Linked DNA regions of Zea mays: all the other regions are linked to region 1. Evidence: chromatin contacts called from public Hi-C data. All regions are on one chromosome and are shown on one strand. The core of a region is the stretch at or near the end of the contact, and the rest is flanking DNA. Distances in the headings are between cores, read along the strand shown. Region 1 holds the start of LOC103653397 (phosphatidylinositol 3-kinase, root isoform). Region 2 holds the start of LOC100272276. Region 3 holds the start of LOC100383137. Region 4 holds the start of LOC100276431.

The links. A called contact is a pair of places that touch in the nucleus more often than the background predicts.
Region 2: a contact with region 1 is called in a Hi-C map of leaf, with 9 times the contacts expected there. The contact joins the promoter of LOC100272276 here to the promoter of LOC103653397 in region 1. A contact is called at or near these places in 6 of 25 Hi-C or Micro-C datasets (bundle sheath, ear, endosperm and 2 more).
Region 3: a Hi-C map of ear shows a contact between it and region 1, with 2.1 times the contacts expected there. The contact joins the promoter of LOC100383137 here to the promoter of LOC103653397 in region 1. A contact is called at or near these places in 4 of 25 Hi-C or Micro-C datasets (ear, endosperm, root tip and 1 more).
Region 4: a contact with region 1 is called in a Hi-C map of tassel, with 2.9 times the contacts expected there. The contact joins the promoter of LOC100276431 here to the promoter of LOC103653397 in region 1. A contact is called at or near these places in 5 of 25 Hi-C or Micro-C datasets (ear, endosperm, leaf and 1 more).

What each region holds. Positions count from the first base shown.
Region 1 is chr4:74,535,800-74,541,153 of Zm-B73-REFERENCE-NAM-5.0, reverse strand. It overlaps LOC103653397 (phosphatidylinositol 3-kinase, root isoform), which reads right to left and starts at 2,265. Exons shown (of 18, transcript XM_008680312.3): 1 at 1,575-2,265; 2 at 377-473; 3 at 176-272. The coding sequence starts at 1,656.
Region 2 is chr4:74,867,874-74,872,771 of Zm-B73-REFERENCE-NAM-5.0, reverse strand. LOC100272276 reads right to left here and starts at 2,119. Exons shown (of 4, transcript XM_020552559.3): 1 at 1,925-2,119; 2 at 1,563-1,835. The coding sequence starts at 1,945.
Region 3 is chr4:74,111,289-74,116,212 of Zm-B73-REFERENCE-NAM-5.0, reverse strand. LOC100383137 reads right to left here and starts at 1,863. Exons shown (of 11, transcript NM_001175803.1): 1 at 1,765-1,863; 2 at 932-1,051; 3 at 1-812. The coding sequence starts at 1,806.
Region 4 is chr4:74,181,394-74,186,577 of Zm-B73-REFERENCE-NAM-5.0, reverse strand. It overlaps LOC100276431, which reads left to right and starts at 2,187. Exons shown (of 15, transcript NM_001312878.1): 1 at 2,187-2,474; 2 at 2,554-2,600; 3 at 2,688-2,802; 4 at 3,323-3,420; 5 at 4,859-4,955; 6 at 5,025-5,114. The coding sequence starts at 2,445.

The sequences.
Region 1 (5,354 bases), core at 1,016-3,515:
CTTGATACCCACAAAGATACAATTTCTTTCGTTAAGAACTACTCTGCAGGGATGTTTTCACCTAGCTCTTGTAACCTTTTTATTTTTAATGAAATGACATACAGCTCTCATGCATAGTTTGAGGGAAAAAAACAACTGATGTGTGGTGTACATTGTACAAATCCAAGAAATATACCGTAAATGCAAGCTGCGAGAGGGATGTTAGGTCCCTGTATTTGGTACTTAATGTTATGAGCTCATTCCAACAGTATTTCGGTCCAGAAGGTTCCAACCTAGCGTGAGAAAAAATGTGCATTGAAATTCCAAGAAACAGAACTGGTGAGTGCAGTCAATTGGTTTAAATAATTATAGAATATATAAAAATAAAAATATGTACCTTGTTTTTACAGGCAACCCAAATTGGATCCCATCGATGTATAGCTTGCACTCAACAAAGAGCTCTGGGACTTTTTGGTCGGTCAACAAGATATGTTCTGGAAACAGGAAATTTTGACGATTGTGAAATATATATGTGTATTTGTGTGTGTAAGACAAAGACGAACAACATATTAATCATTTTAATTATGGTGATGCATACTAGCGAACTCAAGAAAGTTTTTTTACAGCAGTATAGAACAAAGAAATAAAAAATTTTGCTTCTCCTATGGGATAAAATGCTGACCGGTATTCTCAAATAAGCATGAAAGCTGTGTACCATTGCATTGAGAAGAAAACAGGTAGTGTGGAGGATTGAGATGCATTAAGGAGAAGAAAACAGGTAGTGTGGAGGAACGAAGATAAACATTGAATTAAGGCATGTTTGGATCAGCTAGAGCTAGTTATTAGCTGAGACTAAAAATTTGGCCAAATTAGCCAGCTAACAATTAGTTGGAGGCTAGGCTAAATAATAACCCACTTATTAGCCCCTGTTTGGATGGCTAGAGCTAATTTTGGCTAATTTTTAGCTAGCTAAGAGCAACTCCAAAAGGATGTTAAAAATTTTACCCCAAAAATTGATTATTAAGAGCATGCTAAAAAATATTAAGAGTGAATTATGATGGGTACTCCAACAGTTCCTTTAAATGTGACATGTGGCACAATCTGTACAGTCGTCGAGATGCTGTGGATGATCCGATGCGTTGAGGAATGGATTGGGGAGGGATGGAACACACCAAAATATGAGGGAGAGGAGGCTATGGATGCGGGACGCTAATTTTTTGGGGGAAGAATGAGGGAGCTGTTGGAGTAAGAAAAACCACTATTCTTGACTAATATCTGTTTTGGGGTTAGTTTACACGTTCATTTGGAGTTGCTCTAACAATTAGCCCTTGGTATCCAAATAAGCACTTAGAACCGAAAAGAGATCAGCGCAGTGTAATAACAGTACAAACAGTTAAATCCTGTGATGGTAGCAGTTACAAATCTGCAAATGAGAATATAGGAATATTGGATTCAGATCGCTGTTGGGGGCGAATTTGTTGAGTGAAAAGCATTGGAAAACGATGAGTTTTTGTAGCCGGTGGTAGCACGGCGAGCACATCAGGGCCGAATTGGCAAGCAAATTGAGGTGGAGAAGAGAGATAGTAGTGACGTACCTGCGTGGAGAACACGGAAGGCAAGCGGGTGGCTGATGTCGCAGGACAAGAAGAAACGGAACTCGTTGCCGCCGCCGACCATCTTTTGGTGATGAAGAACTGAGATGTCGCGGGAGAGGAACTGGGGAAAGAGTGACCGTATCAACAACGCTCAAAAGTCAAAACGTCTGCGGTCGCTTGCTATGAACGGCCTGGGAAGGAAGAGAACGGTGAGGAGAAGCGGCGGCGGGCGGAGGCGGGTGGGGCGATTGCAGCAGGGGGCGACGAGTGGAGGGCTTGGGGTTTGCTGATCCTCTTATTCTCCCTCCTTTTCTGCGTGTGCAGGCGGCGGTTGAGACGAGGAGGAGAGAGGCGGCGGCGGCGAAGCGTGCCGGCGAGGAGACGGCGGTTGCGTGACTCCCGCGGCGAGGATTCGCTGGGTGTGGATGAAGCACCTCGACCCGAACCCTCCGACTTTTTTCTGTTATAATATTGATTTTGTGGGGTTTCTCTCGTTTGGTACTCTCAATTTAATCTTCTATTTATAAATTAATTTATCCTTAAAAATAGTACTCTAACCTTTTCTAATCATTTTGTTTTTTATTTCTCACTATTGACTGTATTGCATCTATCTATTTTCTTCTCTCCTTGCTCCCCAATCGTCGGCTCGACTCCTCTCTTTTCTCGCATAAAGCATCACACCGACAGCAAAAAAAACATTGCAGCAGCACACTGACGCTGCTAGATGGTGATCGTGCGGCCAACGGTTACCCCTTGCTACAGTCTGAACAACCAACCAGACAAAAGATAGCAGTGTTGCTCATCATCTTGCACTACTGCATCTTTGCCTCGATTATTTGTGTTTCTGTTATTTATATACCTGCGAGAGTAACGATAGGGTCAACTTATGTGCTGAGAAATAAAAAAGAAAATAAAAATGTTTAAAAAGGGGTTAGAATACTATTTTGAAGGATGAATCAACTTGTAGATACTATTATAGAGGACTAAGATGAGAGTACTAAGAGAGAAGCCTATTAAAATCAGTACTATAATAGTAAATAACTCGAACCCTCCTCCCTGGTCCAACCACTTGTTTTAGCAGTCCACCCGTTAAACTTGCCCACGTGGATGATAGAGCCTAGTCCGTTTAGCCCGAAGAAACATGCGACACAGCCGATGGACTGCAATGGTGTCAGGCTGGCTGCCGGCGGGCGACGAGCCGACGATCTGCAGACTACAGGGCACCGGCGATGGGAATGCAACGGTGGTGGGTGGCGGTGGTGGGCTAGTGGCTGGCGTACAACCGGAGAGGCGGTGCCGCGGCAGACACGGGCGCACAGCCGCACGCGCACGCCCAGTCGCCTACTCCGCTCGCCGGCGGTCGGCCTCGCCCACACGGCCGCCACGGGGAGGGGACTCAGGGGAGCGGACGAGCAGTGGGGTCGTCAGAGCTGGATTGGTGTAACGACTCCGATCAACTCAGAACACGACAGAATGGCGACGAGCAGCGCTCCTGGTGCACCACCTCTTGTGAAGTAACTTGGAACTAGAAATCCATACAAAGCTTTGTTCCGCCTATCTATTGGCGGAGCTAGGATCTCCTCAGATGTAGGGCTTAATATAACATTAACTTTTTTACAGGCTGAAAAATTTAAATCACGCAATACATAGATAGTGGCACATATGAACTATATTTGAACATAATAATTATAATTTAACATAAAATTAACTTAGACAAGTGGTTATCTAATTAAAAATATAGATCTTCATCTTAATGATCCATTCATTGATTGTTTGGGTTGCTTTTGTCAACAACCGAAAGACTTCCTAAAATTGAATGATATTATGTTATTATATACATTATCAAATAAAATGATCTAAAAAGTATCGAAAGTATAGGATTGTAAAAACTAAATATAGCACTCTTCATATTGTATAGGTATATTGTATAGGTGTAGGCAAGATATATATATATATATATATATGATACGTGTTAGATAAATTTGGCAAAATAAATTAAACGAATTTTGCCAAAACATTGACATATTATCTAAGATGAGTCCTAGCATCACTAGTTCTCTCATATGCTAATTGGAACGGTGAGGAGGGATTGACGTATAACAGAAATAACTAATGTTTTTCTAGAAGGCATAGCACAGTGATTCACTTATTCTGTCCCATAGCTTCTACGCAAAAGCAGGCACGAAAAAAAGAAACACATTTAGCTTGCTGGCATGTTGCTGCCTCTAGAGGATACTTAGCCCAAGAGTAGGGCTTGGGCCCTACTAACCATAGGTCTGGTTCCGTCACTGGTTATATCTCATATAGATTGGATGTGATTAAAAAATATATAAAAGATTTTGACTTGTTTCAATTTAAATTCACCCAATCCACATGAATTAAAAGCAAAATGAACAAACCCCAAGAGTTGGAAACTCTTCCCATGTTCACTTCGAATTAAAGCCACCTGTTCGGACTGTTGGAGCTTCTATAAAGATTGTAGAAGCTGTAGAAACAGCTACAGATTAAAGCTAAACGGATAGACTGTCTCACACGCACCCGCTGGACATAGCCAGCCACCAACTTGGTAAACAAGTATCATCTTCCTTCACACACACCTCCGCCAGCCAAAATATAAGACGAAAAGCCAAACCCCAGACCAAACACCAACCAACTAATTTATCCACTCTGGCCCATGGACCCTGGAACTGGGCTTCTTGGCACGTGTCGGCCTATTAACTTGAACGCCTTCTTCCCGCTTCGTGACATACTCCTCCCTTGAGAAGAGGCTTGTCTCCAAGCCTCTGCGCCTGGGATCGTTTGCTTGATAGAGCCTTCATCTTCTCACTTAGCCAACTCCATAGGCCAGGATGACCATTTAATCAAGACTTGAAGGATGGTGTCATTGTTACATTGGATGATACGTTGTTGCAATACCTGTTGGGGGCCATTAGAGACAGTCAGATATTTCAGGCAAATCAGTGCTCACTTGTGTCAAGGGACCAACAACTTCCTTCAAAAGAGAGACGTGGAAGACTAGGTAGATAGATCATGATGTTGGTAGCTACAGCTGGTAAGCAACCTGACCAATACGGGTGTCGGGGAAATGATCCCCGTTTCTGGCACATGCTGGTCAGTGAGCACGTTAAGAAAAGAGCCCCTGATCGCTGGGAACGGTTAGTCAGCCGGGAGAGGCAGGTGCGTCAACCCTGGAAGAGCCCGCCCCTGGTCGAACCCCGCAACATCGAGCCTCGGGATCGGGCGTGGCGGAACCTGACAAGGTAGGTCGGGCGTGTCGAAAGGGAACCACTCGAGTGGGTCCCGTGCCCAGCCTCGGACTAACCCGCCATAAATGACTCACCGCATTAACCACGCCTGGCACTGAGCCACTGCGTGGGTGCCGATTGATTCCTACTCATGACCTACGGACCCCTTGGGCCACATAGCAGTCATGACCTACGAGCCCCCCCTCCCGCGGACTGTAGCGCATTAATGGCATGCGCGCCCTCGGCTTGCGACGCACTTATGGCCGTTCGGACTAGGCCTGAGAGCGCAGGGCACTACACGACGGGTCGCGCTGAGCCCTAAGCTACGGATGCCAGGGGTCGGTGTAGCCAAAATGATGACGCCTGAGACCATTGTCGCCCCATGTCATCCGCCACAATAAATATGATACAACCAGGCAGCCCCGATCCCCATGAGTACACGTGGCCTCACCCAGGATAAAACGCTGGTTTTACCCTCACCTTATGACTCCTTCCCGAGGAAGCCACCATTGACCGACCCCTGTCCCGACGTATA
Region 2 (4,898 bases), core at 870-3,369, 330 kb before region 1:
GCATCCAAGACCTAAGTGTGTGTCCTAGTTGTTTCAGGTCTACAGAGTAAAGTAAAATATTTGATAGTTGAGGCCTGTCAATTAGACTATTTCATAGTTAATGTAAATTAAAAGTTCAAGGGATGTAAAATGTAAATTTTCCTTAAAAAATACAAAAGCAGCACTTCGTATCTTTGTTTTGGAGGAGAATTTAGGATTGACTTATGGCCTCATACTCTACTGCTAGGTACCCATCATAAGAGTTAACCACCTGACAATCTAAGCATGTGGCTCTAGCATGCTCGTCAATGTTTTTTATGGCCCCTTTGCCCCACACAAAGATGTGTGCAAACTTTTCGATTATGTTGCCTTGGAAATATCAACCAATTCAGAAAAAAATGTTAAACAAAGTAAGAGCCTGAGAGGTGCCAGCAGCAACCAATAAGAACACAGGCAAGGTCCGCATATTCACTCAAATGAGTTAGTTAGGGGAAAACGAAAGCACGAATAGCATGTCAATGGCTGGGAAATCAGCACTCCATTTGGTAGTGGAACATCAGCCACAAACTGCATTGCTGTGGTACCCTAGTCTTTTGGCAATGTTACTTAAGTAGTGCCATACTGGCATGGTGCAGATTGCAGAATGAGGCAGGAGATCGAAGAACAACAATATGATCTATATTGTTAAATCTTCACAGATCACTTTTCTGGTATTTAGAGGGAAATAACGAGATTTTTAACAAATAAACCAACATATATCAATACATGTACAAGAAAGCATCCAATGTGGCAGTAAGTGAAGTTGACCAACAAAATGGGATGTACGAACCTCTCCCGGACAAGATCAGGCCTATTCGTGTAAGTAAATGTGGAAATAGGAAAGCAATATCCAAATACTCCCAGAGCAAGTATGGTGTGGTTCTCTAGGGTATCCCATGTATGATTGTGCAAAAATAAAATAACTACTGTACTATTTTTAAGTTGACAGTGCCCACCTCCCCCCTCCCCCCCCCCCCCCCCACAACCCAAACCAAAACAAGGAAAAAACTGAGTCTCTGCTTTTGCCACTGAACTGAGTGAAAACATAATGATGAAATGTATATGAACTGGAAAGGAATGTGCCTAGGTTCCATTCTGGAGCAATCTAAGTGGAGTGTCAACATAACGAGGACAATAGAAAATTAAAACGTCAAAACTAGTCTATAGAGCTATATCAATGGGGCGCTGGCACTAAATCTTGCAGATACAACATAAATTTTAGCAGTCCAACGCATGCTGAGAAAAGGTAAGATACTAGGACCAGTATGAAAAGATATTATCTTGATAAAAAAAGAGTACGATTGTACGAAACACCATTCATAACAAAAGGCCAATTTACCACAAGATGTGCATCTAACTGCGACGAAGGGCAGATCCGATGCAGTGGTGACAGCATTCTCACTAAATCTCCACATTTGCTGGTTCCAAACAGACTCTCAACATTTGCCGAAAGGCTTGCCTTGGTCAACCAAGGTCTGCCCTTTTTATCTGCATCTAACTGCGCCAATCATACCACAACAGTGAGAATGAGAGAGAAGCGGCACCTTGCAGGGCCAGTTGTCGCGGTAGAAGTGGCAGACGAGCCGCTCGCTAGCCTTGGCGATGGAGAAGAACTCCTTCTCGGGGACCTCGGTGTACTCCCCGTGCCCCAGCGCACGCCACTTGGCGCGGCGCTCGGCGGCGCGGCGCATCTGCTGGATCCGGCGCTCGCGGAGCGCCTCGATGTCGTCCGGATCGAGGCGATCGAGCGCGGCGATCTCCTCATCGAGCTTGTCCTCCACCGCCTTCGCGGCAGACAGCACTTGCTTCTCCAAAATCTGCAGCCACCAAAAGCAGCACGCATCCCCCGCTCAGAGAGAGCAAGCACAGAGAGGGGCGGGTTGAGAAGAGGTGGGCGGATGGCTACCTGGCTGACGACTTCGTCCATGGCAGCAGCGGCGACGGGTAGAGGGAGGGAAGGAGCGGCACTGCGGCAGGCTGATCGGGATGGGAAGCGGAGGCCGGAAAGTGGAGAGGACCGGGGAAGGGCAAAGGTATAGATGGGCCATAGCTGCTGGACGGCCCGAAAAAGGTCCAGCGCTACCCCGATCAAGCCCAGTTCATCGTGTCTTTACCGGCAATGATCTATAAACCGGATATATGAGCCTGTTTGTTTCAGGTTTTATGTGGCGGGCTTCTATGATAATTTGGTTGTACGAACAATCTAAGTACTATAGAATTTAGGATCTAGAAAGTAATGGATTTTACTATTACGAGACTTGGTCGATTATGTGTTCATGTTGATTTTGGACAGTTTAGATTTCAGCGATTCTTATAGAAGCAGACTAAAATTTGGGCGTTTGGCAGTCCACAGTAGCTTCCAGTGGCCAGAATCAGCAAAAAAAAGCTGAAACAAACAGATTCAATCCTTAGGGTAAGGGGTGTTTGAATGCACTAGATCTAATATTTCATTTCCTTTATCGGTTTTGGTGCTTGATGACTATCACAACCATTCAGACTAACTAGTTTGCCTAGTCTTTGATTCACATGTTCACAAGTTCAACCGTTTAAGTTTCTAAGTCACAATCAGCTCAGATCCAACCAAATAGGGATAAAACATGGAATAGATAAAGTACCAATAGTTCTATGCTTTGGATAAGTTCTAAATAACCCTAGGAACCTATTTGGTACATCTAGAGAGGTTGGAAAGCTTGAAATCAACATCTCTATGTTTGGAGCTAGTTTGAGCAAAAGAAGGAATATGATTTACAGAATTAAAATTTCCAATATCCATGACTTAGACTAGTTGGAAAGTCACTAGATATATTTGTCTAAGTCATAGGATCTCTCTCAAAGTTCAGCCAAAGCAACTTGGAGAAGATAGTTTAAAGATCAACGACAAGTCCGGAACACAAGTTCTGAAATCGCCAAGTGCGGACCGTCCGAGCCCCTAATGTGGATTGTCTGGAATAACATAGATTATTCCAGACAGGAGCTCTTTTTTGAAAATTCACATGTGCTCGGACCGTCTGGTCCCTTCTCGTGGACCGTCTGGTTATAAACCGCGGATCGTCCGACTATAATTCACGGACAGTCCTCATGTGTTGATTTGCTTCAGCCCGAAGGTGACAAGTTGAGCAAAAGGATCTTTAGAGCTAGCGCGGATCGTCCGAGACTAAGGGAAGATCGTTCATGTGTCGTCACTGAGGGCAGACAACCGTTGATCTAGCCGTTGGGTTGTCAGACATAACCGTTGTAATGTCAGATTCGGTCGTTGGAGGGTCGCAGACCGTCCGCTAGTGCAGATTTTAGCAGATGAGCCATAACGGCTACATGGTTGGTTGAGGGCTATAAAAGCCACCCCAACCAGCCCATTTAGGGGATTCTTTGATCTATATCATACACAAGAGTTGGGAATTCATTTAAATGTACTAGAACAACACTTTTATACACATCAAAGCCTAACAAGTGTCACAAAAGAGAGATCAAGCAAGAAAGAGCTACTCATGTGTGTTTAGCGATAGTGCCTTGTGAGAATCATTAAGATAAAGTGTGTGCTACCTCTTGTGTTCATTTGAACGTGGACTATTGACTCAAATTCATTGTAAAGCTAGCAAGAGCCCCTTATCTTTGTGGTTGGCCTTGCAGAGACTTCAGTCTTTTGTTGACAATAAAGAAGGAACACTCGTTGGTCTTGGTGACCGTTGGGGAGAGGGTGAGAGCACCTAGATGGGGGGTGAATAGGTAATCCTGTAAAAATCAAGTCTAAACAACACAAACTTGGTTTACAATAGATGTTAGTGGGATTAAAACCAAGGTGATATGAATAGATAGAAGAGAACTCTTCACTTCATTGTTCCTTTAGGATATGTATTGAACTTAGGAACAATAGCGTAAGTGAACAAGTGAGAACTCTATGGAAGAAAGCAATCACAATAGAAAGATGCACAAGTGACACGGTGATTTTATCCCGTGGTTCGACCAATGTCTACTCCACGTTGTGGTGACCTCCTTCGGTCAAGGATTGCACTCAATCCCTCTCAAGTGATCCAAAGATCAAACTTGAGTACCCCAGTTTTCTTCCTCTCAAGTGTTCCCTTTGTGAGGAATCTCCACAATTTGGAGTCTCTCACCCTTACACAATTGATCACAATTAAACCATAAGAGTAAGGAGAGAATAGAACCACACACACGAGAAAAACTTGCAGCGGCTCACGCACACAAAGCGAGAGAGAAGAGCACAAAGACAACACAGCGGAGTTACAACACAAAACAAGTGCCCAAATCTCAATCTACTAAAGCAAAGGCATGAATTCGATGTCTCGGTGTTGTTGGATGTTCAAAGAGTGCTTAGTGTGCTGCTCCATGTGCCTAGGGCTCCCTTTTATATCCCCAAGGCAGCTAGGAGTCGTTTGAGTTCCATTTGGAAGGCTCTGGTTGCCTTCTGTTCATGGGCGCACCGGACAGTCCGGTGCACCACCGGATAGTGAACAGTGCGCGATTTTCTTCCTTTTCTGGTGAAGCCGACCGTTGCAGCCACCGCCCCCTGTGGCACATCAGACAGTCCGGTGGCACATCGGACAGTCCGGTGCGACCTTCTAACCGGAGCCATGTGTCACCCGCTGATCACGCAGTCGACTGTTGGTTGGGCGCAGGGCTGGCACATCGGACAGTCCGGTGCACACCAGACAGTCCGGTGAATCATAGCCATGGCACCCTGAGTTTTTCCTAAGAGCGGCTAGTTCGCTTGAGCGCGCCAGCCTGGGCACCGGACACTATCCGGTGTACCACAGGCTGGTGCAAGTCTGGCTCGCCTGAGCCAAACTTCTTCGATTCGATTTCTCTCACTTTAAGAAGGTTTCTAGCATTTAGTAGAATAATGTTAGTCCGAAAACAATTTT
Region 3 (4,924 bases), core at 614-3,113, 420 kb after region 1:
ACGGTCATGCCGGCCATCTCCTCGATGGCCGTCATGCGCTTGGTGATGGCGCCCTGCGTGGCGAGGCGGTGCGAGCCGATGGCCATGGTGACGGAGAGCACGGTGGGCATGGCGATGGGGATGCCGCCGATGAGGAGCACGAGGAGGTTGTCGATGCCGTCGCGGTACGCGCGGTGCTGGATGGCGTACATGACGAGGACCTCGACGGCGATGCCGATGGCGATGGTGGCGATGCAGAAGTTGCCGATGGCCTTGAGCACCTTCTGGAAGTGACCCGTCTGGTTGGTGCTGTCCACGAGGTGCGCCGCCTTGCCGAAGAAGGTGTGCACGCCGGTGGCGATGACGACGGCCTCGAGCTCCCCCTGCTTGCAGGTGGAGCCCGAGTAGATGCTGTCGCCGGGGCCCTTGGTCACGGGCAGCGACTCGCCGGTGAGCGCCGACTGGTCGATCTTGAGCGGGTCGCCCTCGAGCAGGCGGGCGTCGGCGGGGACGATGTCGCCCAGCTTGACGCTGATGATGTCCCCCGGGGCCAGCACCGCCGCGTCCTGCTCGCTCCAGCGCCCGTCGCGCAGCACCTTGGCCTTGGGCGCCAGGTTGGCCATCAGCGCCTCTGCCGCGCTCCCGGCGTTGCTCTCCTCCCAGTAGGAGATGGACGAGTTGAGGAGCAGCAGGAACACGATCCCCACGAAGTCCTGCCAGTCCGGCGGCTTGCCGCCCCCGTTGGCGAGCGCGATCGCCATGATCGCCGCCGCCTCCATGACCCACGACAGCGGGTTCCACATGAACCCCAGGAACTTTAGGAACTTGCTCTCCTGCATTGCATTGCGTTGCGTGCGCGCGCCAAGAAAAGGTCAAGCGCATGGTCCGCCATTGTTACATAATACATACACATACACATGAGCAGAAATTAAAAGAATGGTGGAGCAACCACCTTCTTCTCCTCGAGCTTGTTGGGCCCAAAGACGGCGAGGCGCGCCTCCGCCTCCTCCGAGGACAGGCCCAGCTTGCTGCATTTGAGACTCTGGAAGACCTCCTCCACGGGGATGTTCTCCTGCCATGCGTAGCAAACACAGAGTACGAGACAGCATGAAAAACTAAAAAAATATATCCAAGTCCCTGGAACAGCGACGTCTGTCTAGAAAAATTATTATTACGGATTAGCAGCGGATCGGAGCAGCATCAGCAGTGATTAATGCGACCAGCCCCAAAAAGTGCGGTGGTTGGAGATCACAGGGAGAGGCAAAAAAGCGAGAGAAAAAAAAATACGCAAACCGCAAGCTTGTAACCCGTGAATCAAGCAACGGTACACAAAACAAAGCAGCGTCTGAGGCAACTTTATCACATGAGTGAAAGATGATCACTAATCAACGGTTTACACTCGTATCAGCGGCGCTGAGCTGGGTGAAGACTGGAGGCCAGGTATATGTTCTTTCCCCTCCAAAAAACGAAGCAAAAAAAACACACACACACACACACAAATACAGATCATTAGCAAGGGATCATAAGTGAGACGTACTTGTTCGTAGAATTTTATTCTTTCCGAGAAAAAAAGAAAAGCGGTTTTTGGTTATTAACAATGCTCGTCATCTAATTATCCACGGAAAGAGCACGTAGATTTTGTAAAATTAACAGAGTAAACGGACAAAGTATATATCTTAGCTAGCTTTGAGGCAGAGGTAGTAGAGTGGAGGTTGGGACGAGAAGAAGACATGGCAATAATACTGCAAATTAGAGAGCTTGAAGAAGCATGTGTGTTGCTCGTACCAGATCGATTGCCTCATTCTTGATCTCCTCGAGGCCCGCCATACCGGCCGTTGGCAGCCGCGGCCGACGCAGCTGCCGCCGGAAGGAGAGGGACGAAACGGAAGGGAGCAGCTCCGGCGCGGCCCGGTGAGATGTGGTAGTAGGAACTTAAGCGAGGCCCGACCCAGGCAGGCAGGCAGCTTTTTATATGTCGGGGCGCGGTGGGGCCAAGCCTCAACGACATCCTATATTTTTGTTTCCTTTTGTTATTTATATATTGGAATTATATTTGTTAACAAATCGCGGCGATAACCACCGTACGTGCATATCACGTATATTTGTTACACTAACGGAGCCGAGAAACTAGGAGGTTGTGGCGCGAGTCTCGCCGACACCGGCGAACCCAACTTAAAGAGTGTTTGAATGTATTAGAACTAATACTTAGGCCCTGTTTGGAAGAGCTTCACTTCAAGAATTTCAATTTTGTTCGAACTTCTTCAACCCAAACAGGTCCAGCTCCACGAGCTTTAGTTTTTAAAAAAAATCGAAACTAGAGGCCCGTTTCATGAAATTGATGAAGCTCCTTAGAGGGTGTTTCAAAAACACTGTTTTTATATCTCCTCATGAAGCTGTACGAAAATTACCCACCATGCCACTGGTTACGCAACATACAACTTCCGTTCTCTCTGGTGACAACACACTAATCATCAAGGATAATTAAGGAAATCCGCACAAATCAATTGTACTATATAAATTGGAGTCCATATACAAACCAAACGCTCCTAGAACTCACATTAATAATTTGATGGAGTTGTTTTATAGTAAAACTGGAAAACCAAAGCTAAAACTTTTGAAGCAAAGCTCTCTCAAACAGGCCCTTAGTTAGCTAAAAATTGTTAGTAGAATTAGCTAGCTAACAAATAACTATATAACTATTAACTAATTTACCAAAAATAGCTAATAGCTGAACTATTAGCTAATTTTAGCTATTAACTATTAGTTTTAGTTGATTCAAACACTAAAAGTTTAAAGTCCTTCCTATTTTTTCTTGCATGTATTAGGTAAAATGTAGAAGGAGGAACACGCACGCTCACTCGACTCATCGGATGGGCAAAAGACGTGGGCACGCAACATGAGCGTAAATGGTCCGCTAAATTCGGAGTCTAAAGTTTTACACGTCGGTGGCTTCCTTTGCAGTTTTATTTTACCGCTTATTCCAAAATCTTTATTTGATAAGTTTATTCCGGAAACCTTATCAGGTGTAAATCGGATCAACTGGTCTTTATCTGGTACGATCCTTATCTAATATGGATTTGTGCATCTCTACCGGTTACTATTTTTATAGAACTGAATGTGGTATTCTCCTATAAATACCTACCTACGGGCGCTACCATCAAAAACACCAGCAACCAATGCATCTAACCTCGTCTCTTCCTACCTACTACGCTGTCGTGTACGCTACTTCATCCCTATCATTGGAACGTCGACGTCGTCTGCTCTATGCTCTCGTCAGCAAGAAACATACAACTATCTCCTTCTCTTCATGTTTTTCATACTGTTCTATCCAATATCTTTAGACATGGTTCTACTAGATCAAGTGTTGGGACTTGCTCTCCTGGGCAAGTAGATCCAACGAGAAAATGGAGAGAGTGTTTGCAAAGTTCAACGGGGAATGACAATAGCTCTGTTAATCTGCCCTCTCACGGGCACTGTACGAGGGTATTTATAGGTACTCGAGCGGCCACCCGTCCCTTGCCAAAGACGTTCCTGCCCTTGAGTACCCGGTTTATCCCCAGAATATTCCCACAAGTGGAGGTTACAGACTGTCATTACGGAAAAGGCTATTACAGACGCGGCCTGTAATACACTTATCCGCGTGGGGCCGTCACAGTGGGCCGAATCCCACCTGGGCCTCCCGACCGCGGTAAGGGCGCGGGACTAGTATACTTCGACAGATCCTTCGTCTTGCCATGGAGAGGACGAAGGGGGACCGCGCCGGTCTTCATCCGATCGGCGCCTCCGGCTTGCTCGGGCGCGTTTTGTGGATGTGGTCTTCGTTAGTGCGGCGGGACGACGAAGGCATCAGCGAAGGGTAGCGTGTTCGCCTTCTCCCCAACATCAAGTTTTAATCTTAATTGGCATGATGCACATATTTAGATATATGTTCGCTTTTTGTACACGTTTGTTTTCACGGTCATGATTTATTTTCTGATTAAATTAAAATCAAATGTTCTAACAATTCAGAAACTTTATTCTAGGAACTATGGTTTTATGGCTGAATTTGTCGATGCTCGGAGGCTTGAGAGATTCTCTTAGCACTTTAAAAAATGGCAAACGAAAATGATACTATGGCTCTCTACCATGCATGTCCTTTGGGTATCCAACGGTAAACCTGAGGGTAATCTTACCTAAAGTAGAAAAACGCTTATATAGACACCAACACTATCTTTGTGGCAGTGTGGTTGGTACACTTATAGATCGCCTATAGGATGTGTACCTTCATTACCTAAATGTTAAAGAGTTGTAGGACACTCTGGAAGTTGAATAAGGCAGCATAGATGCTGGTGCATGATATGGTCATGAATATGGCAACATAAATGCTAAAGTGTAGTGTAGAATGGTCATGAATTTTGCATAACTCGACCTCTGAGCAGGGCATGATATGTGAATGGGAAATCCACCACCTCGAAGGTCCCCCCGACCATAATGGGAAATTGATTGCTCTCAAGGGGTATGACTTGCAAACTAGGAATGATCTTGTATAAGGGAGCCTCACTTGGGCAAAGATTGCTTTGGAATCCCCATCCAATCGAGGATGTTGGTGTATGGGATGTTCACCATGTTGTCGTCGTCCATGATCATGCTTAAGAGGCTTGTGTGCTCGATGATTGAGCTATCAATGAGATTGAAGCAACTCGGGCTTGACATGTCGTTGTGGTACTCATCTCAGTTAAAGGTGATTCACACCTTAGACTATTTTAGGCAATTAGGCACTACGAGCTTGACAACACTTATCTCCCACTCGACAAGCTTACACTATCACCAGTATAAGGAGGGCCACAATAGCTAGGCGGGTGGTGTTACTTCTTGAGTCCTAGCTGGCGACATCCACAAGCTAGCATTGTTCTCAGGTGTACTTCTTGAGTCCTACCTAGCGACATCCATAAGCCAGCATTGTTCT
Region 4 (5,184 bases), core at 938-3,437, 350 kb after region 1:
CCCCGACCTCGGAAGACAGACTCGACCTCGACCTCGGAGGAGCCTCCGCCTCGCCCAACCCAGGGCTCGGACCGACCACGTCACAGGAGGCGCCATCATTACCCTACCCCAAGCTAACTCAGGCTACGGGGAACAAGACCGGCGTCCCATCAGGCTCGCCCCGATAAACAAGTAATGATGGCGTCCCGCATGCTCCATGACGACGGCGGCTCTCAGCCCCCTGACGGAAGCAAGGAGACGTCAGCAAGGACTCGACAGCCCCGACAGCTGTCCTTCCGCCAGGCTCCAGCGCTCCTTCGACGGCCACGACACCACACGAACAGGGTGCCAAAACCTCTCCGGCTGCCACGACGGCATATACTTAGGGCACTAGCTCCTCTCTGCTAGACACGTTAGCACACTGCTACGCCTCCCAATTGTACACCTGGACCCCCTCCTTACGCCTATAAAAGGAAGGTCCAGGGCCCTCTTACAGGAGGTTGGTCGCGCGGGGGAGGACGGGACGACGCTCGCGTAAGCCTCTCGCTCCCTCCCGCGTGGACGCTTGTAACCCCCTACTGCAAGCGCACCCGACCTGGGCGCGGGACAAACACGAAGGCCGCGGGTTTCCCCTTTTACGCCTGTCTCCCTCCGGCTTTCTTCCCCCCTTCGCGCTCCGTCTCGCGTCGACCCATCTGGGCTGGGGCACGCGGCGACAATTTACTCGTCGGTCCAGGGACCCCCCGGGGTCGAAACGCCGACATTTATGGAACTTAAATTTAATTTGACATTTGCATCGCATTTGAGATTATTTTACTATTACTTTTCTTTATTATTATTAAGGTTTGGTATTTACTTACACTTAGTAATTGCTAATAAAATTTTGACCAACTTATAAAAGCAATGCTCAGCTTCAGCCTCTATTTTGTTGATTAGCCTTACACTTCACATGAACTCCCACCTTTGGTGAGTTCATGCACATTATTCCTCACGACTTGTTGAGCTATGAACGTATGTGAGCTCACTCTTGCTGTCTCACACCCCCACAGGAGAAGAACAGGTGGTTCAGGAGGAGCCACAAGGCGAGGAGTTCGATTCGATCTAGGTGTCGTCTCCCAGTTGACTTTCTGGCGCCAAGGATGGATTTTAGATCCTGTTATATTATCTTCTATTTTGTAAGACTTCCGCTATGTAATAAATACTCTGATTATTGTGACATTTATCTCTATACAATCTGTTATTATATATGTTGTCTTCTTTGGCGCATGTATGAGATGCACCCGACTTTGTTCCTTAAAACCGGGTGTGATAAAAAATGAGCTCGACTCAGCTCGTTCGAGGCTCGCGAGCCGCTTCGAGCCGAGCCACTTCGAGCTCGAGCCGGCTCGCGAGCCTCAAGCTTATTTTCCAGCCCTAGTTTAAAGTACAAAAGAATGTTTTGTACAACATATAGAGAAATACTTAGGTGTTTGTTTCGGCCGAAACGACATTCTGGGCCTCATTCAAGGTGGACTGAATTAACCCGGCTTAAAATTCGGTCCATCTGCTAGAGCAGTTCGTTTTAGCTAGGCGAGAAATAAACCCATCTTTTTTAATTCCCTTCATTCAATGGTTGTCCTTGAACGAGTCCAGATGAGCTGCCTTCTAGATTGGTTCTTGATCTAAAAATGGGCTGGTGACTAATAGTGCGTTTGGTTGCAATGACAGGACGAGACGGGATGAGACAATCCCTCAAATAATGTTGTTTAGTTCAAGGTCAAAGGTTGGGATTAGTATTGTCCCCAATTGTCTCTCAAATTGGAGGGACAAGAGAAAACGCCAGGGGACATCCCTGTCCTAACTATCGCGCAATCAAACACACCCTAAAATTTGTGACAATATATGTTTCACTTAATCTTGGCCTCGTTTGTATGTCGGCCTACCAAACGAAGAACAAACAATAAGACTACTTCGGCAGACTTTCTATTTCAGTCTCTATCTCACTTCATATTTTAAATTGTAATCTTATAAATATGGTTTCATGTTTTAAACTGTAATCTTGTAAATATAGTAATATACCGTGCAAAACAATACTTTACACAGCCTATCGCACCGGAGATGGCGTAATGACCACCGCCAATCCGCCATTGCATCTAGCCAAAGCTGTCACGTGCTTATGGCCCACACTATCAATGGGTAGTTGGGTCCAGCAGAAGCAGTCCCTCTCTCGAGATCAGATCTGTGTGTGTGACCATTCGTGCCACAGACATCGCGGCCCTACCTTACCGTTGCCGGCCTGCCCTTCCCAGCCCGGCAGTCCACACCGTCCCCGTCCTCCCACTCCCCACTCGCAACCATTTCAAATCGCTCTCTCGACCCAACTGTACTCGCCGTCGTCAATTCATCATCCATCCCCATCCCCCCATCGACTCCCAGATCTCTATCCCCCTCTCCCTGTCCTCACTCTCTCGAGCGCGTTGTGGCGGATGTCCTCGTCGGCGCGTTTCGATCTCCGGGTAAACCCTACCCCCAGCCGGCTAGCCCCAGATCCGCCGTCCTCCCTTGGCCGCCTCTAACTTCCTCCTTCCAATGCAGGCCTCGTCGCATCAGTTGCAGCCGCCGCCGTCGCACGCCAGCATGAGGTGAGCGCCAATTTCCCTCTTGGGTTCGAGTTCGAGGGGGTTTGATTCTGATGTCAGTGGTTTGCGGCGTGGCTGCTTGTGCAGCAGCGACGGGGGCGCGTTCGCAAACGCGGAGAACCTGGAGCACTGCGCCCGGTACCTGAACCAGACGCTCGTCACCTTCGGATTCCCGGCATCTCTCGACCTCTTCGCCACCGATCCGGTCCTTCCTCTTCCCTCTCTCCCCCGGCTCGCAGCTGCTTCACGTTTATGTATTCATTTCGGTCGCGGGGGTTTGTTTGCTTATGATTTTCGGGGTTTAAGGGATTTATTCATCTTGTCGCCATTCCTTAAAAAACAAATTTTCGAGGCCAATTCGTCGATCGTTCTGTTATACTCGTACCTGCTTAATTTTTCCCCTCTCTACCTCTCTATTTACATCTTCCATTGTCTTTATCTGGGTTGCCATTTGCGTTTTGTCCGTGTTTTTTTTCCAGCAATCATTTTGTTATTTATCCAGTAGGAATGCTACTGTTATTGTTACCTTGTCCCTTATCAGATCTTCTGATATGTTGTCACTTGTTATTTTTTTAATTACATTCTGAATTTTGTGTTCTGCGCGCACTGGTAGTGCAGGGCAACTTCTTTTGAAATTTGGGGATCAATATATGCGGAGGGCTTTAAGGTTCCTCCATGTGCTTTTTTTAAAACTTACCACACCTTTTTTGGGTTCTGTTATGCAGGTCTCGATTGCAAGAACTTGTAACTGCATCTATGCGCTGCTGCAGCAGCGACAGAGGGACATTGAGTTCAGGGAGTCTACAAATGACCAGCGGCAGCGGTGCGTGCCATTTCTTCCCTTTCTATTTCATGTTGCAATCCCGATGTTCTTAGCCAGTGTCAATTTGTTAACTGTGAATTTTCACCTGATCTGGAAGGTAGCACTGATTAGTGACACACTCTTAGACATGTAGCTGCATCACTAAACTTAGTACTGGTTGGTAGTGATAGATGCTGGTTATGCTTCTCACATGACATTATTGTTGCCATTCATGTTTATTTTTTCACCTAGGGCATGATGATGATAGTTGATTGAATCACAATCACCTATCTGTATTAATTAGCAATAAGAGTATAAGTTAGAGGCTCATGTTATGAAACCTGAAATATGCCTGGTCCAAAAGAATTGCATGTTGAAGAATCTTGCCAAACTTCAGTGTCATAACCTCATAGGGTATAGACTTGTAAGGAGGAAAGCCCTGAGAAATTGAGGTAATTTTTTGTTGTCCACTCAGCTAAAGTGCTAAGTAATAATACATTTGATTAAATTATCCATTGCAGGTTCATCATATTTTGTACCCGATGTTCTTTTTCTTTTCCTACTGAGCCAACCCACTATTCTATCTCAGACATAGTGAAATGCGGCTTAACTATATTAATAATTTTGAGTTAATATAACATTATTGTTATTACTTTCTTTCAGTGTTTGTTGCTGGTTGAGTCTTGATTTTGCTTGCCTGTGAAGTTTAACTTTCAGAGTGCAATTCTTTGGCTCTACCTTTCGATCAAAAGTAGACCAGACAATTATGGAATACTGTTTTCCTTGACATCACGCAATCACTTTGTGCCATGAGCCAACCCTGTCACCACCAACAGGTAACATGGGCCAACCCTCCCACTTTGTGCCATGAGCCAACCCTTTGTCCTTTTTCATCTACCTTCCTTTTATGCCCTTTCAACATTCCTGTTTCCTCTACGGTCCTGTTGGTGGAATTTTGTCGCTCGTGCGTCCTATTAAGTTAAGAAGATAGAGAAGGGTCCAAAATAGACCAGTACAAACCTGCAGACTTGTGAAATATGTCTATCTTGTAATTAGGTGCACCTAACATCATTAGTTGCACCTGCATGGTACTATTTGTCCAGAGCCCATTCCTTCACAGTGCTGATGTACTGCAGGGCATTGTTTGCTTGCCATGAGTCAGTATTAGATCATCATACCCATGATTTTGTTATTGGCTCTTTCCTATGTTCATGCATGCTGTATCAGTTTAGGTGAGGAGGTCAATTCAGTTGATTGCAGCATTTGGACAGTTCTGCCAGAATATTTTTGGGTTTTGGTGTAAATGAACAGAAGTCAGTTGTTTGCTTCATTCCATTATACGTTCATGCCATTCAATTGAGTAGATACATTAATGCAATTGACTGCATCGTTTCGAGAATTTACCAATGCTGCTTGTGATTGACTAATGGCTGCTTGATTAATGTTATGCCATGTTCAGGATGCAATCTGATATCTCACGGCTGGAAGCTAAGATTGAGAGAATGGATGCTCAATTAGCAGCGAAAGATCGAGAGCTAGCCACTCTTACTCGAACGGTTTGTCCTTGTATCAACTCTTTGGTTTCTTCACCATTTTTTGGATTCTAAATTCTTTTCAATTACCAGGAGGCCAAAAACACTGCTGCTCTGAAGTCTCAGATTGATAAGCTGCAACAAGAACGTGATGAATTTCAGAAAATGGTTATAGGAAATCAGGTTAGACTGCCTTATTTTATTCCTTCGAGTATCATCCTAACCATAGCATGTTTATTTTGTTATTGCATTG